Regions from separate parts of the Zea mays genome. Here region 2 is linked to region 1. A link is a contact called in public Hi-C data. All regions are on one chromosome and are shown on one strand. The core of a region is the stretch at or near the end of the contact, and the rest is flanking DNA. Distances in the headings are between cores, read along the strand shown.

What was found. A called contact is a pair of places that touch in the nucleus more often than the background predicts.
Region 2: a Hi-C map of leaf shows a contact between it and region 1, with 6 times the contacts expected there. The contact joins the promoter of LOC100382239 here to the promoter of LOC100286355 in region 1. A contact is called at or near these places in 9 of 25 Hi-C or Micro-C datasets (bundle sheath, ear, endosperm and 2 more).

What each region holds. Positions count from the first base shown.
Region 1 is chr1:249,173,071-249,178,997 of Zm-B73-REFERENCE-NAM-5.0, forward strand. LOC100286355 (TPD1) reads left to right here and starts at 3,384. Exons shown (of 2, transcript NM_001159242.2): 1 at 3,384-3,660; 2 at 3,766-4,286. The coding sequence starts at 3,579. The coding sequence ends at 4,220.
Region 2 is chr1:249,472,604-249,478,035 of Zm-B73-REFERENCE-NAM-5.0, forward strand. LOC100382239 reads left to right here and starts at 3,423. Exons shown (of 9, transcript NM_001174993.1): 1 at 3,423-3,715; 2 at 4,006-4,192; 3 at 4,925-5,006; 4 at 5,087-5,227. The coding sequence starts at 4,041.

The sequences.
Region 1 (5,927 bases), core at 2,134-4,633:
CAAGGAAGAAGAAGGGAGGGGGCGGGGGAAGAGGAGGGAGAGGGGCTCACCGCGGGTGAGGATGACGCGGCGATTCCGGGCGTCGAGAGCGTCGTGGAGAGGAGAGAGAGAGAGAGATCGCGCGTCGGGGGGGGGGGGGTAGAGGAGAGCAGGGAGGTGGTTTTTGGGGGTGGGGGATGACAGGTAGGCCCACTAGGGGTGACGGCGGCGGCGTAACCGTCCGCGCGCTGCGCGCGTGGGGGACGCGTGGGGGAGGGCTGGGCCGCGCTCGCCAGCCGGCCGGGCCAATGGAGGGGGCGCGAGGGGGCCGCGGCTGGGCCGCCGCGGGACTAGGTCGGGGGGGGGGGGGGGGCGCCAGGTGGCCACGCGGGGCGCCGGCCAGATGGGCCGTGGGGGGCGAGCTGGGCCAGGCTGAAAGGAGGGAGGGGGGATTTTCCCCTTTTTCCATTTTCCTATTTAGCTCTAACTTCACACCAAAGATACTTTTCACGAATCACTCAACCACAAGCAAGAAAATCATGGTCCGGCATGATGCAACAACCAAGGAAAATATTTCTAGGGTTTACTTACACAAGGTATCGAGCTAAATCTGGCTAGAACTTTGAAAAAGAACAAGGCATAGCGAGAAGAAAAAGAAAGAGGAGGCGTAACGCCCGAATTTGGCGAGTGATGGAGAAAGAAAAATTTAACTCTCAAATTCGGGGCGTTATACATGGGTGGGGTTGGGTGCTGAGCAGGCACAGTAGTTGGTTGCGTGGAAGCTGAGGTACGTAGGGTAGTAGCTGAGAGGGGCGGGAGAACCAGTCAAAGAATGTGTGGCGGGCCTATAGTGTCACCGTGTCCACATGGCAGTCACTGAGAGAGGGACAGGAGAACCAGTCGAGGCGCGTGGGGCGGGTCTAGAGTGTCAGCGTGGAGGGTGAAGTGATAGCACATGTGTCTACATTAGGTTCTTAATAGAGTAGTATAGATAAATAAGTATTGAGATATTTATTCAAATATAATTACCGTTGATTTATAAACACTAAGTTATGTGTGGTTTGGTGCTTACCCCTAATGTTTGGAGCAAGGGGTTGTGGGTTCAAGTGCTTGCTTTGCTGCATTATTTTTTCTGTGGTTTGGTAGCACGGAGAGTAAAACCGTGGTAGCATGAGTTGTCTACATTAGGTTCTTAATAGTATAGATATAGATTTGCTCACTATAACAAGAAGGTGAAAATATTAGGATTTACTTGTATCCGAGTTTTATATGTATTATTTGAGGAGATATATAATAAATTTAAGGTTTAGCTTTTATTAATCTTTACAAGCTCAATGTTAAATTCAATGTTAAAAATAATAAGAAGAATTTTGCTACCATATATATCCGTTTTTATTCTATTCGTGAGTGATTGGCATGACCAAAATGATCGCCAAACTGATTACCACCAGTAAAATTTAATTTTTTTGAGCTAAGAGATTAAGCAGTCGGTCGACACATAAACAAGGATCCAGTCTCAAATCATGAACAGTGAATAATCACCGCCATATAACAAATAGAACTGTGTGGGTAATCTTGACAGGACGATGAAACTTTTGGCTCATCAGTCAAACATGGGTAGTACAGCTGTATGCTGGTGTGTACTACTTTAGCTATTGTCTATACACCTAGCGTGAAGCAGCTGCCGGCCGGTCAGGCTGCATCGAGCAGTTAGTACTAACTAGTCTTTCTCATATTTGGTACGTCGTCTGCATGTGTATGTCTGTCGGATAAACGCGTGCAGCGTCTTAGCTTGCGGCGAGGAAGCAAGATGCATCGTCCTGGCACTGGCACACATGCAAGTTGCTCGATCCCTGTGAGTGCTACGTACATGTTGTTACACTTTTATTTTTTTTATTATAGTGCTAATTAATCACAGCTACCCATCTGTCCTTGGTTTGACGGCTAATATAATATAACCATCGACGCATGCTAGTAGAGTACTAGATAGCACTACATGCAGGGTTTCCATGTGGTAGGGACGCTAGCCACAAAGGTTACCCATCTTTCTGCATGCGGAGTTGGGTTTCATATAACCTTTAAAAGCTGCAGCTAAGGCTACTCACAATGGGGATTTCATGTCTCTGTTTCCAAAAATGCCACATCAGATTTATGGATGAATGAAATACCCTCTCTCAATAGAGAGTTTCATCTCACTATTTCATATGTCAACATACTTCTTAAATGCTGCATATAAATAACCAATAGGATTTACTCAATTATATGAAGATCAAACAAAACACTCTCAATGGAGGTTTCACACAGTTTCCAAGATCTTGGAAACGAGTTAACATGGTTTCATCCCCATGAAACTCCATGAAACTCTTCCTTCTTAAATGATGTGACATGTCATCAAAATAGCTGATGTGGCAGGCTAATTAATACATGAAACACCCCATGAAACCTCCATTGTGAATAGCCTAATGGTGCGACTTTGTGGAAGATTGGTCGTTAGTTAGGCATATAGTACGTACTATACTAGAGTAGCTGGCATTGGGATGATGGGAACATTTAAGCAAAGTCTTGTGAGCTTCGTTCCAATGCTCCGGTTACCGATGCATGACTAGTTAATCTGCCGACAAGTACGTACGATGTCTACATGCATGGACGACAATGCATGCAGTGAACCCCCACGACACCACTCTGCGTGCCACCGGCCGTCTCAGCTCAGAACCGACCTACTACTAGCTTGGTAGAGTAGTCGTAATCTCTGCTAGGCCGGTTGCAGCAGTATTGAATGGTCATCAGCCTCGAGCTGAGCTGCTAGAATTAAACAACTTGCTGCTTTCTCGACTCTCATGCATGCATGCGCGCGCGCGTGTGACGACTGACGACGACGACTCTTGGACTGGAGCTTTTGTCGCGGATGCATGTTTGCTCTCGTTGAATCTTGATCGGTCCCCCGTGTATCGTGCACAACGCATGCATGCCGCAGCAGTACAGCTACATAGGTGTGTACTACTGATGATGAGATGCATGCATATATGGCCGGTGCAGATGGCAGTTCAGACGACATTGATAGCGCTACATATATATGTACTAAACCCTAGTCCCCTGGTATACTACTACAGTACAGGCCACTCCAGTTTCTCTGACGCAGACAATATTTGTATATTATTCACGTATTATTTACCAAACATTTTCTATTTTTCCCTTTTCTTATAAGAAAAATACCGGCCAGACGGCCAGTGCATGCTACAATGAAGCCAAAATCGGTCGGATGATGATAGATGAATCAATACCAACCATATGTACTCTAGTAGCACTATCTAGCTAGCTTCGCTAGGCCGGCCGTGCTGCACACAAACCAATTCAAAGTTGCAAACTGTTCATTAAATAAGTAAGCTGCCCCCTTTTATAAAGTAGTAGTAAACTATTATTAGCCTTTCTATTTATAGTGGCTGAGAGACGGGCGGACATTCTCGTACCACGTTCAAAACGGCAAGTCGATCGATCTGAAACCACAGATCGATCGACGACCAGCAGAAGACGACGTACGTGAAACCGCGAGACAGTGCGAGGACGACTGGGGTGTGGCGGTGCGATCCATCGACAAGGCCATGGGACAACGGCGCTTTGAGGACGAACGCGCAGCTCTGGCGACTGTGGCAAGCTTGCTGCTCATCCTAACGACAGCCCAAGGTATACGTATGTACGTGTGTTATTAATTCATGCACGCACATATGCAGCTTTGCATACATACATATAGTCGTGGCTAATTAACTGGGCTAATGTGAACCTTACCAGCTGCTGCTGCTGCTGCTTCTGGACGCCATCTGTCTTTGCCCACGCAGAAGGCGGCGGCGGCGCGCATGAACGACACCAGTAGTAGTGACATGCAGGTCATCACACCCGCGCCGCTCGCTATCTCGACGGCGGCTCGAATGGGGCCGGACGGGTGCTCCGGGGAGGACGTGGCGGTGTACCAGAGCAGCGCCAACCCTCTGCCCAGCGGCATCCCGGCCTACACCGTGCGCATCATCAACGTCTGCAGCGGGGGGTGCACCGTCTACGACGTCCACGTCTCCTGCGGCGACTTCGCGTCCACGGAGCTGGTCGACCCGGCCAAGTTCCAGCGCGTCGGCTTCAACGACTGCGTCGTCAAGGGCGGTGGCGCGCTCGAGCCCAGCGAGACCGTCTCCTTCCAGTACTCCAACTCCTTCTCGTACCACCTCAGCGTTGCGTCCGTCGCTTGCCGTTAGATAACTGCTGGTGAGCCAGTGCCGTTAAATAACTGAAGCCGTCGGCCCGTGATGATATATATATAACACCTGGAGTAGCTAGCTAGTTCCACGTACGTGTTGGTGTTGTGTTGAGTAGTCTACGTATGTGTACTTCGATCTGCATTGTGTTTGTGTGTGTCTAACTATTTCTACGGTCGTTGTTGTCGCTACACGTTTTTACGTCTAATACTATATTCTGGTGAATAAATTGAAGTTATTACTCGGTCAAGTTTAATCTGCCTGCCTGCATGGCAGCCAGCCAGGGCAGAGCACGTCCCATGCCGGTTCTACATGCTGATGATGAGCAGCTATCTCCTACGTATATCTTACAACTCTGAATTGAATTGCTTCATCGAGCCGACCTAAAAGTTGGCCTACTTAACTGGCCTTGATGGTTTCCATTTTTAGGCCCGGGTGGACCCAAAATAAAGCACGCGCTATAAGTTTTCTGTTCTGCATTAGTTGCCCACTCTCGGATTTAAGTATACATCTCGTATGTATAATATGATCAACTTTCACGTATACGACGACTCAGTGTATATAAACTAATATCATAATCTTTATTACCACTACACGACGGTTGAGTTTTAGCGACCCTTATTAGTACTAAGTGTTAGTCGCTAAAAGTTATAGACTGATAGTTGGTCGCTAAATACTTTTGTAGCCACGGTCTGTTGATCGCTAAAAGTCTAGAAATTTAACAACTTATGGTGGGTCGCTATAGAGGCTATTAGAGATTAATGGTGAGTCGCTATAGAGCAAGGTCGTTTTAGCGACCAACCGTAGATCGCTGAAGGCGCTTTTAGCAACCAATTGTAGGTCGCTGTAAGTGAACCATCGTGTACATAACAAAATGTCGAAGGTCCCCGAAACATTGTGCTAACAATTAAATATGTTCTTAGGATTATCAACAGATAGAGGACACAACCTTCGTCTCAACCAGAATGTAAAGAATGTGACGAAGCTAAGAAGCTTCAACAAATAGCTCTTATTTTCGGTGGCCTGGGTATGGCCGCCGAAAATAATAGCTTATTTTTGGCTTTTATTGCGTCCAGAAAACACCGAAAATAACCCTTATGCCACCGAAAATAGTTTATTTTTGGCGGTTCTTAACTGTCGAAAATGGCTTTCGTTACTATAGTGAATCTTGAGCCTTGGTGGACTGGCTGATTAACGGGATGAAAAGGAGAAGAGGCTTTGTCTCCAAAGCGGTGGCACATGAAGCAGAAGGGGGCGAGAAGATTCTAGAAGACTGATTGGCACAATGTTGAGAGAGGAAAAGTCCACCTTAATCTTGCGAGATTTGTAGCTCATATGTATAGAACTTATGGGTATGTTTATAAATTCATACAAAGCTGTATCTCGACACTATAAATAGGAGCACAATATGATACTTTAGGGGACTCAGGCTGTTTTCTGAGTACCTCTCCGTAAGGACCTGTTCGTTGAGAGACCACCCGGGATAACAGTACAACCACGAGGGTGGAATGGGACACCCTTAGCTGATTAATTAGAGGAACTTGAGGTGTAGTCGGCTTTGCCGTAGGGCCGTCAATGGGGTCCGGGCACAGTACTTGCTTTGCCAAGGCTAGTTGCCGATGTTCTTTCGATTTGATTTTGTTAGTCACCCTTCCTGCGGGGAGAAGTACTGTGTTTATCAAACTAGAGAAACCTAATGGGTGACTA
Region 2 (5,432 bases), core at 2,173-4,672, 300 kb after region 1:
AAGTACTAAGCAAATTAAGCTAATTACCAAAGCCATGATAGCACTTATGGTTGCACTGTTATCCTGGGTGGTCACTCCATGTTTCGTTTAATAAACTTTGATATTATTTAATCATTAGATTAAAAACAATAATATACATTTCATTTTTGGAACAATAATATCTTCAAAGAGTGACATCACAGTAATAAAATTTAGCAATAGCATAAATACTAAGCATAGCTTTATGGTTGGTATTTCTAAGTAATCCTATTTAGACAAAAACCCATCAAGTTATGCAAATATTCAAAAGCAAACATTATTATATGTATTATTTGGGTACGAACAGAAATGCAGAGGGAGAATCCAGTTGCCTTGCTCAAAAGTGTCTTGCGGGTGTTCCTCAAACGTATTTTGGTCTTCTACCACGAAATCAGCTTCTAATATAGATTCGTACATCGTACATACAAAAAAAACGTACACCAATAAATAAACATACACCATTACACAAATAATCGTACACAATACAAATCACACTTATAAAAGGAAGACGTCTAAAATAGAACTTGATTTGTAACTGTAATATAAGTCTACTCACATCGACGTCCATCTCATTTGCTATGACATAAAATACTAATTTTTGTTTCGAGAATTCACTAGTGAAAACTATATGACAAATTGACTATGAAAGTACGTATTATATAAATTCATTTATATTAATATAGATGTAGCGCTAAACCAAACTCTAGGGAGCTAGATTAATTAAATAATTAATTATTTTTATCGGAAAGCCCATGGGTTATTTTTTTTAACTTTTCATATACAAATCTACATCACGCCATAATAATATTTAAGAGACACATAATCTAAGGACCATTAGATAACTAATTTTAAACTACTATTTAAACTATGGTTGCCACGATCACTAGTTCAACTGTTTCAACACTTTCAGATGAATAGTCTAAATCTCTATTTATTACCACTAAGTATAAGTTTTATGGGTGAAAAAATTAAATATAAAACTAAACAATAATTTGAGAGCAAGATAATTAAATAATTGCCTTTCTACTAGTTTTAACCAAGAATAGTGAGTCTACTTTTTTTTATTTTCTTATTTAGAAAACTATTTCTAAGCACCTTTATCAAACGTTATTTAAAATACATAATGAAAAGCATTAAAATATCTACATTAAAATTATTAGCACATAATTATGAAGCTAACAAAACAATATTTAACTTATTTCTGTTTGAAATACCCGTTTTATTATGAACACACTACTATAGAGACACATATTTAATTATTCGTAGAATTGAAGGGGTAGAAAATAAGAATCTAGGACCCCTTCCTAAATGAAAAAATTGCTATTTTAGCCCTTCTAACGTGGGCTCTCTGCTATTATGTGACCCTCTGTCTATGACTTGTGTGACCATTTATGTTTATGATTTATGAGCTTGGTGGTAAAATAGAGAAGTCTAAACCTGAGAGTGACAAAATAGCAAATTCCCCCCTTCTAAATACATTTGTATTGCTGCAGAAAGTGTGGGCATAAATTACAAAAGACCAGTGGCCAAAAAATGAAAATTGGTCATCTTCTATCTCTAGTTCTTGCGTTCGCAGCAGCTCATCGACAAATGAAGGGAGGAGAGAAATTGCGTTGGGCTCGACGATGAGCAGGGGAGGGGCTGGCGAGTGTTCGGCGAGCAGGAGCAGGGGTCGACGCGGGCACAGCGTCAAGGTCACCGGCTGTCCTTGACGGCGAGCAGCTCTAGGCTCCGGCGACGAGCAAGGTTCCGGCGATGGCGACCAGAGGCTGCAACGACGAGTTTCATGGCGAGAGAGAAGAGAGCGCGTGGAGAGGTTGGGGCGGCCAAGCACTGGCTCCACGAGGCCTGAGCTCGTTATTTATAGAGAGGGGAAAGCAGAGGGAGCGCCAGGGAGAGAAATGGAGGTCGTTGCACCATTAACGTCAATAATGGTGCTGCCGTTACCAGAGAAGAGTGAGGGAGGGGAGAGGGAAAGACACGACGGTTTCCGGATGCGAGAGGGCGGGGGGCGAGGAGGCCAGGCCAAAGTCCACTTGGGGAGATGAGGTCGCGGTACTGCGTGGAGACGAAACGGTGCGGCGACGAGCATCCAACAGATAGGGCGGCTATAGATGACCAATAAGCACGAGGCCCGCGAGCCCGGCACGAAGCCCGCTGTTTGGGCCCGGTCCGAGCACGGCACGACCCGGTTCTATGTGGGTCCGGGCCGGCACGACACGAATAAGCGGGCCGGGCTCGGACAAGAAACTAGGTACGATGGGCTAGCCCGGCACGACCCGTTTACCTCTAAGCACGCTGAGCCCGTTTTTTTGCACTAAAACATGCTTTTCGGCCCGTTCGGTCCGCTTTTGGCCCGCTTTTTTCGTGCTAAACGGGCCGGCCCGGCCCGGCCCGTTTAGGCCCGCTACAGGCCGGGCTCGGACAAGGAATCGAGCTCGCAGACTTAGAAGACCCGACCCAGTTTTCTAACCGTGCCTAGCCCAAAACGAGCCGTGCTTCATCGGGGCCGGACCGGACGGCCCGGCTATGTTCCTATGTCCGTGAGAAATAAGGAAGAGGAGAAATGATAGGAACCTTACATGTGGAGCCCAAGTGCCATATAGACAAGATAGGGAGGGGCCATGTGTAAGACGAAGGATAGGAAAGAGTGGAGGGCACGGGATGGGCCAGGATTCGGCCAGGAGACCAGCCACCTCACGTTAGTTTTTTTCTTTTTTTTTCTTTTCGAAATTCTTTTTATTATTCATTATTTATAAATAAATATATTTTTTTAAATATCTCTAAAAGTTCACAATAATTATACCAACAATATTTATTATTAAAAATTTATTTTTAACCAAAGTTCTCATATTAATTAGTTGAGTTTTCGTATAAAAGAATTTTATAAAAACAATCATCAAACAATTATGAGCAATCAAATTTTTTTTCGAAAGTTAAATAAGATTAAACACTTGAAAGAAAAATTCTTTACCATAATTAACACTAATAATCTAAATACATTATTTTAGTTAATGGTTTTGAGATGTTACAGATGCTCTCGAAGCATTGAACAAATATTAAGCAGAAACAAAGACCTCGAGAGATAAAGCTGTCACTCTAAAGAGTTCGAAGAAGAGGATCTAAATAATAATTATATTTAAATAAATATCTCAATACGTATTTATATGGGACTTAAGGATGGTCAGCTGAGCGATGTGTGCCAAACGAGGAAGTGTAGCTGAATGTGGGTTAGAGTGTCTAATCTGTGTGAGTTGGAGTGGACCGTTGGGCCATAGTGGCGTGTGCGTTGTAATCAGGCGGGAGCCTTAATTGGGCTGGTCCAGTAAGCTGTAATCGAAGAGAATCGAGGATTATTATCGAATAACAGAACACCACTTACCTGGTATTCATGCGTCGACCATCACCGGCGACGGCGTATCTCCGTGCTCACGTCCCGGCGTCCCGAGCCGGCGGCCACGGGCCATAACAGACCCGGAGGACATCACCAGCGCGAGCGCCGCCAGCCCCAAGCACCGAGGCCGAGCCGCCCGAGCGCGGAGCGGCGGTACCACGCCACCCGCCCGCCGCCGCCCGTTGCGGAGGCTGTGCAGCACAGCCGTTGGGGTGCCGAGGCACCGATCAGGCTGCGCAACCGCCGAAGTCGGCCTCCGGGTGGCGCCAAGCTGCAGAGCAGCGCGCCAGCGCCCCTGTATCGGTGAGCCAGCTTTTGAAGTTTTGAGCTTTCCCAAATCTGAAATCTCATACCCTAGGGTTTGACAGTGAGCACTGGACTGTAAATTTGGGCTTATTGATTGTGTATATGCGAAATTGGTATGTGATTCATTATTATTGGTTAGGGATTTGTTCTTGTGCATGAAATCGGAGCATAGAATTGAATGAAATTTCTTGTCATAGAATCGAACATAATCGGATCAATTTGGTTAATTTATAGTCATGCATACCAATTTTTTATTTTACCATATTGCATATATTTTTTTTTACTAGGACTACCTTTTTCGGCGAGACCACCCTAGTAGAGGATGATATACACCGCGATTGACACGTTCTACCTGACGGAGGAGCAGCTGCGCAACTCACCATCACGGAAGGATGGGATCGACGAGGCCACTGAGACTGTGCTCCGCGTCTATGGCTGCGACCTCATCCAGGAGAGCGGCATCCTCCTCAGGCTGTATCCTCTTTCCTGCAGTTCCTCTCTCTAATCCAGCTTCCTATGTCCAAATCCTGTCATTAAGCCATTTAGGGGCTTCTCAAGTTTCCTAGGGTTTTGTTAATTAGTTTACGTCTGACGACTTACTATTAATCAAGTTCTCTCCAGTGTGATTTCTAGGTTACATGCTTTCTTTTTGTAGTAGTTCCATTGATTACGCTTAGGATTAGGGTATTTTGTTCAGCATGTGTGTGGGTTCTGCACTGTTATGGGTTTTCGAATTGTCTGGCTAACCTACTGTAGCAGATAAGTAACAGTAGGTTTCTTTCTTAATTAAGGATTAAGGAATTGTTGGTGGCACGTGGTAACTTGTGAGTTGTGACATGAAGAATTTTGCTGCCTTTGGGTTTCTTTCTCCAGAGGTTGTTTTAGTTGTAGAGTTACCTTCTGAAGTCATTATGATGTTGTTATGAACCAACTCTGCAATGTGCACTTTTTGTTGGGTGGAATGATAGGGAGATGGACAATTATCGATTATGTACATCTATTAGGTATGGTTTGTCTCATTATGAATGATATGCTGAAGCAAAAAAAAACTCTATCTGCATTATGGACAAATTGAGATTTATCACAATGATTGGCATACCAATTCTTCATGATATTCAATGTTTCAGTGTTATTGATAATTATTTTACTAACAAATAGATAATTCTTGTAAAAAATATCTATTTTGTGTATTCTTGACCAACAAAGACCACAAGCAGTGATGGCCACGGCACAAGTATTGTTCCATCGCTTTTACTGCAAAAAATCATTTGTTCGATTTAGTGCAAAGGTAAATATCTTTATCTGCAATTGAGCTATTCTTAGTCTTTTCTAAGTGGAACTAACAGTCCTTTTTATTTATGCTTGCAGAGAGTTGCTGCTAGTTGTGTTTGGCTGGCAGGGAAGTTGGAGGAGAGTCCCAGGAAATCAAAGCATATTATATTTGTCTTCCATAGAATGGAATGTAGGAGAGAGAACTTGCCAATTGAATTCTTAGATGTCTTTTCAAAGGTATATTTTTTTCAACACAACATAATTTCAGTTTCTTTCTTGTAAAACCTCTGCATACTATTTGCCTTGACTTTATACCATTAAGAAGTTAGAATCATTGCTACTGTTGGGTTTCTCATTTTCTGTTCGTGTATCTTAGTATATAGTTGGTAGAAGTATCTGATGGTATGTTGAACCAACTGTGTGACTCTAACATTTGCTACAG